Regions from separate parts of the Hordeum vulgare genome. Here region 2 is linked to region 1. A link is a contact called in public Hi-C data. All regions are on one chromosome and are shown on one strand. Each heading gives the region's core, a stretch centred on a gene start, on an enhancer-like site or on the middle of the called end of the contact. The rest is flanking DNA. Distances are from core to core; before and after follow the strand shown.

Region 1 (3,081 bases), core at 301-2,800:
AGGCACCTGAAATAAAATCAAGCAATATGCAAAACTTTACCCTGTATTTACACCATAGTACTCTTGTAATTTCTCTTCTGTAAAACCTAGAAGATCCCCAACTGTCTCAACCCCCAGATCGTCCTGCAAGGAACTCCCAAGCTTACCCCCAAGTTGTTTCCTGCATAACATGGACGCTTTTCGTAATTCAGTATCAGACATTTCTAGAATGCAAGGACTAGAGAGTAATACAAGGTTTTAAAAACTTTGTCCAACAGAAAAAAAGAAACCAATAAATGTGGAGTTGTCATGTGGCTCGTTACATCTTCTTCACAGGCAGTGATGCTAGAAAGTCTTGAACCGAAGAAGATGGAACAACTGTTTGTTGAGCAGGTTTGTGCATCCCGCTGACAAGTTTAGCTAACATCTGCAGAATATAACAACATTTGAGTGGAACACTGCAGCAGGAAAAGGAAAGTATCAAAAGGGTAATGGAACAAGAGAAGCACTATGGGGAAGCTGAATTGAGTTCCTAAGTTCAGAGAACAGTACAAATAATTGGACTAATTATTCTTAAATGTGCAGAATGAGAAGAAACGAATCATGCAAAAAAGCATACTTCATCTACTCACTATTATGACTGGTTATAAACCTTATTGTGAGCAATGCCAGCAGAACACGTGAATTGGGTTTCCTCCAGAACTTTTACTCGTAACTGTGCAACAAGTATAGTTCCGCACGCCAGCAACTTATCCTGGTAGTCGGCATCTGCTCGACAAAGCCATGCCTTCACATTCTCTTCCCTGTCACCGGCATCCTGAACATACATATCAAGGTCTACGGTCACACTCACACCAAATGTAAGAGCAGCCCCAACCAATTTACGGAGAATTTCTTACAGAAGGAAGGTCCAGGATATTTGACTTTGTGGCCTCCTCAAAGATAGACTCTGACGACTCCGGGGGAGATTCCAAGAGCATTTCCTTGGCTGCATCAGTAAGGTCGAGATAGACTTCGTCGATGGATGCTCGCTCACACTTCCCCTTAGTCGAAAGGATCGCTACGACCTGAAAGGATTGGACGCAAAACCGTCAAATGCCATGGAACAGTCCTGGTTGTTTAACAATGGGGTAAATTATCGGTGTTGTTGCAGTGGCATGCTACCTCGGAGCCGGCATTTCGGTACACATTGAGATCGGCCTTGTCACGGGACACGGGAACCTGGACGAGGTTTATGCCTGGACAGACATTCTTGGCCTCATCCCCACGCATGGACCTGAATCAACCAATAAAGCATGACAGATATCTGACAGGAACCCCCGAACGGAGCAGGTGAATCGGCCCTCACCTCTTGACGCCGAACTTGCGGGCCTCGTAGCTCACCGCAATCAGGCCGCCGCCTTTCCAGTCGTTGTACTGCACCACGGCCGTCGGCTGCCCCCTGAGCGCCGGGTTCCTCCGCTGCTCGACTGCAGGTGAGCGAATGCACTGTTACCCTCTCAGTTCAGAGACGCTGCGAGAGAGGGGGCAGGGTAGAGGGGGTAGAGGACGAAGAGGGTGGTGACCTTGCACGTAGAAGCAATCGAGGTCGAGGTGGGCGATCACCCGCGGCTCCTGCGGCTCGGGCCTCGCCACCGGCATCGCTTCCCTTTCCCCGCCGCCGCCTCCCGCCGACTCTGCCCTCGCTTTCGCTTCCCTTTCTCTATTGCTTCTTTGTTTATGTTTCGGTTTCGGCCGGGCGCGATCATGGCCGTCCGTCTCGCCAGTTGGAGAGACCACGTGGCGGGCATCCCGCGACTTCTAAGCGAGCCCGTCCCGTTGGCAACCCCATCTCCACGCATCTCCCCTTCCCTCGTCCCATTCCCCTTGTCCACTCTACTCCTCTTCTCTTCCCCTCCGTGCCGCTGCCGCGTGAAGGAGCCGCGGAAGCGGCCGGACTTTGCCGCCGAGGCCGGGAGCGACCAGCGATCTCCTGCCCCGTCGCACCAGGTAAGGGCGCTGCTCAGTGCCTCTTGTATTTTGGTAGGATACTCCGCGAGTCGATCAACACTGTTTGTTTACTGAAATGTATCTTCCAAACTGTTTCCCCTTGCAGATTAACAGTGTGTTTTCCTTGACGTACGAGATATGGGGAACCGACATTTGGCTTGACGCTGGAGCGAACTGTCGTTCGACATCCTCAGAAGTTCAACTCTCTCCTGACCTCATACTTGTGATTGCGAATTTGTGGCATGCAGCTCGGGGTCCAAGATCAACGTATCCTCGTGTGTGGAAGACTGATAAGAGAATTGGCACCATTTCCAAGTCAGAAAAGCTTGTCAAATATGGGAGGTTCTCCTACATTTCACATGCATCATTTTTGGGCTCCTTGTATCCGTGGTCCGTTTCAGCCTACGAGCTAATGCAGGCTCAAAACTACTCCCTCCGTTTTAAAATAAGTGATTTAAAAAAGATCTAATTTTATACTAAAGTTAGTACGAAGTTGAATCACTTTTGAGTCATTTATTTTAAGACGAAGGGAGTATATTCTGCATTTATTTTGGTTGCTCACAAAACTCCAACCTGCAACAAGAATACCGTTTGATTGCAAGCATGTGGTACCCATATGCACGTGATGTTTGTTGGTCACGTTTAAGGCATGCGGTGTGGTAACCTCTTGTTCGAGTGGTGAGGTTATCAACACACATACTCATAGGCAGAGCTTAGCAATTTGAACAAGCATTCGCATTACATTATAGGCATTACATTAGCATAGTCATAGACTCACAATAACGACCCAGAATATCCACACAGACTGACAGATCAATGGCCGACATTCATTGGCCTCCCCCGAGGCATCTCCAAGGTGTTGCCCTCAGCAACCTCCTTGCCTTTGGAGCTATTCCCATGCTAATTAAACTGAATGAGATCAATGGATGTAACGAACCACCATGGACTAATCATGAAAATCAACACACAAGCACATGTAACAAACTAGCATGAAGTGATCATGAAGTTGAACATAGTAGCATTGAAACCGACATGGAAAACATGTGCATCTACCACAACAACAAGAACATCATCAGTGTCAACAAGCCCCTACAGCAAGATCAAGAGTTTTCA
Region 2 (3,081 bases), core at 325-2,824, 240 kb before region 1:
ACACAGATAGAAACTGACCATTGCTAGCTCTTACACGGATTGAAACTGACAATTTCTTTTGCCTAGCGCCAGTTGAACGTCCCCCTGCATGCAAAGCACTATCGCTAGCAATGCATATTTTGAGGAACGTTCTTAACATCACCGTCGCCGTTGCGGCTGTGGAACCATATGCCATCTTAGTAGCATCGAAGTAGCTAAACCGTTGTTATAGTATCGTCGAAGCAGCCCTGCCATCATCACAACACTGTCATGGCCGGGAAGCACATCTTTGCAGCATCGTCGAAGTAGACGGGCCTCCGTATCATCGCTGCCATCGAAGCACGTCGTCGTAATCGATCAAAGCATGAGGCGGCCACAACATGCTGTCGAAGTAACCGGGCCTCCATTGCAGTATCATCGCGGCCGTCGAAGCATGTCATCGTGATCGATCGAAGCATGACGCCGTCGGGCCTCCATTTCAGTATCATCGCGTTCGTCGAAGCACATCTTCGTGATCAATCGAAGCATAACACCGCGATAGCATGCCGTTGAAGTAGTCGGTCCTCCGTTGCCGCCATTGAAGCACGCCGTCGCAACATCATCGAATCAACCAGCTGCCGTTATAGCATCGCTGGGGCCAGTGACGCATGTCATCGAAGCACGCTCGACTAATTGAAGAAGACATTATTGTTGCACCCATTGTAGCATGCTACCGAATCATCATGTAACCAGCCAGAGCACGTTGTTACAACATCATCAAAGCATCCCGGATGTTGTTACAACATCATCATCGCAACATCAGCATGGGTGTGGAAGCACGCCGTCGCTACATCATCAAAACATCCCGGATGTTGTTGTAGCATCGCCGCCGTCATCCACACATGTTGTGGAAGAACACCACGGCTGTTCGAAGAACGACATCGCGACATAGCCACGGCCATCAAAGCACGTCGTCGTAACATCATAGAAGTAGCAAGGTTCCCATTGTAACATTGATGCGGTTATCGACGCATGATGTTGAAGCACACCATGGTCATTCAGAAAACACTGTTGCGACATCTCCCGACCGTCAAAGCACATCGTCACCACATCATCAAGCAACAAGGTTCCCGTTGTACAAACGTCACGATCCTCGATGGATGTCGTCGAAGCATGGCACAATCGTTTGAAAAAACACCGATGTCGCCAAGTCGTCGCATACCTCGAAGCATGTCATTCGAACATCGTTGAAGTAGTTGGGCCGCCATCGCACACACCTGGTAGCATCACCACGGTCGTTGTAGCATGCCTCGTAGCAACATCATGGTCGTGGAAGTAGTCGGGTCGTCGTGGTAGCACGCCTCGTAGCATCCCTATTGTCGTCGAAGCAGTCCAGCCATAGGTTATTTGTTTTTCTTTTTACATGTTATTTTGTATCTGTATCATATATTTGTATGTTGTTTCAATGGTACAAGCAACTTTTCAATGACGGTGACATGAGGCCGCCACTTGAATGGAAAGCTGGCCAGTGGTTGGATGCTCCGAGTTGCTGCTCCTATGTATGCGTGATGAATTTGCAAGTAGTACGTCACAATAGGGAGCTTTTTTGTTTTTGATGAGAAGACGCAACAGGGAGCTTGCACGAGATGCTAGTGAGGAGGTTGGACGGGATATTACTGGACCAATCCAATGGTCCTGTGTGTCACTATCGTACGGTTTGGGAGGAGGCTGGTTTTTCTCAATTTTCAGCCGGTTGATTTGTAGCGTTGACCTATAAGATAAGATATAAGATGTGTATATTTTTTGTTGGACCGTTAAGGATTTAGTTTAAATTCTGGATTCACCGTGCAATTAAGCCGTTTTTACACAGGGTAGTTATGATGAACTTTGGGATACTTATATTTAGACGAGTTTTTTCCTCTCGTATATTTTTTGGCCCACAGGGTAGATATGTATACTTCAATCCTGGATCCGTCATTTCCCTCCTTCCAACATCGATGTGGTACCACGCCACCCTACTTCATCATCTTCGCAGCCTGTCCTCGCACTCTCCCCTCCCTTTGACGAGCACCTCGGTGATGCGGGCAAAACCCTGGCTTGGCGACAGGGAATGAGAATGAACATCCTTAACTTTGTAGATGTTCGACTACTACTACCAGACTAACTTCTCTAGGAGCATGCATTTTCACGTGCACACCTGCTAGTCACTAAGAAACCATCATTCAGCTAACAAGGAATCCCTAAGAAACCACCATTACATGTTCCTCAGACGGTCAGACACTCGGCTGATAACATCATGCGCGTTCGTCACCTCCGTGACCGTCGGATCTATCTAGATCGAATGGTGCGGGAAGCAACCTGGTTTTATAACTGAGTCGTTGTTGTAATTTTCCTCACCGCAACAACTGGAATCTCACATGAATTCTTGACCACCTCCAGGGTGGTCCTAGTTTGCTGTGAGCCAGGGGTTGGTGCGGTCGCCATCGTGGTGCGCCGTTCCAACTGGAGGTCGGCACGGTAGTCGTAGTGGTGCTTTTCGCCTGCCTATAACATGTCCGTCAACCGCGCGTAGTGCACCCACCTCGTCGGAGAGGAAGATGGCGGCGATGCGACCTGGTCAGTGGTTCGGTGCTCGTCCGCATCGACGCTCCTCTCTCACCATTGTTTGACGGGAGCGCATGGCGAACGTCATTTACCTTTTTTTTGGTAACATTTGGGATGTTGCAAAACTTTCTTTAGTGACACATGTATAAAGGTGAGAGTTTCTTTTTTGCAACATTAGCCCTATTGCAGAAAATTTCTACATCAATATCTCTGTTGCAAAAGTTCCGCAACACGAACTCTATTACAAACGTCCGAACGCAACATCATCATTGTTGCGATCTTTTAAAAAGATCCGAAGATCCGTCGGCCGACGGCGTGGAGTTGCCCTTATTTCTATGTTCCAACAATTTAGTGCATGGTGTGCTAGCCGGGATATAAGTCTTACGAGACGGTCTAAAAGTGTCGTGCAAGATAATCCTTCATACTGCCAAATCACTGGTCACTTGTTGATCATACTGTACATTCCGATTTGAACCATCGCTTTTCAATCTGACGGACAATACTGGGCAAAGATAGCGA

The links. A called contact is a pair of places that touch in the nucleus more often than the background predicts.
Region 2: a contact with region 1 is called in a Hi-C map of leaf, with 3 times the contacts expected there. The contact joins the enhancer-like site here to the promoter of LOC123444448 in region 1. A contact is called at or near these places in 2 of 6 Hi-C or Micro-C datasets (leaf and seedling) and 1 of 1 datasets of contacts at active chromatin or transcription factors (embryo).

The regions. Positions count from the first base shown.
Region 1 is chr3H:493,571,953-493,575,033 of MorexV3_pseudomolecules_assembly, reverse strand. It overlaps LOC123444448, which reads left to right and starts at 1,550. Exons shown (of 2, transcript XM_045121158.1): 1 at 1,550-1,968; 2 at 2,075-2,565. The coding sequence starts at 1,699. The coding sequence ends at 2,437. LOC123444447 (DNA polymerase eta) reads right to left here and starts at 1,684. Exons shown (of 14, transcript XM_045121155.1): 1 at 1,545-1,684; 2 at 1,328-1,448; 3 at 1,144-1,255; 4 at 879-1,046; 5 at 632-796; 6 at 303-406; 7 at 41-160. The coding sequence starts at 1,620.
Region 2 is chr3H:493,807,469-493,810,549 of MorexV3_pseudomolecules_assembly, reverse strand. No RefSeq gene overlaps it. Among protein-coding and RNA genes, the nearest start is that of LOC123444449, 15 kb to the left of the region's middle. Within about 2 kb of position 1,574, at least 1 of the 3 cell types and tissues checked has open chromatin away from gene starts, as enhancers often do. A contact at or near this core is called in leaf, where this site is marked.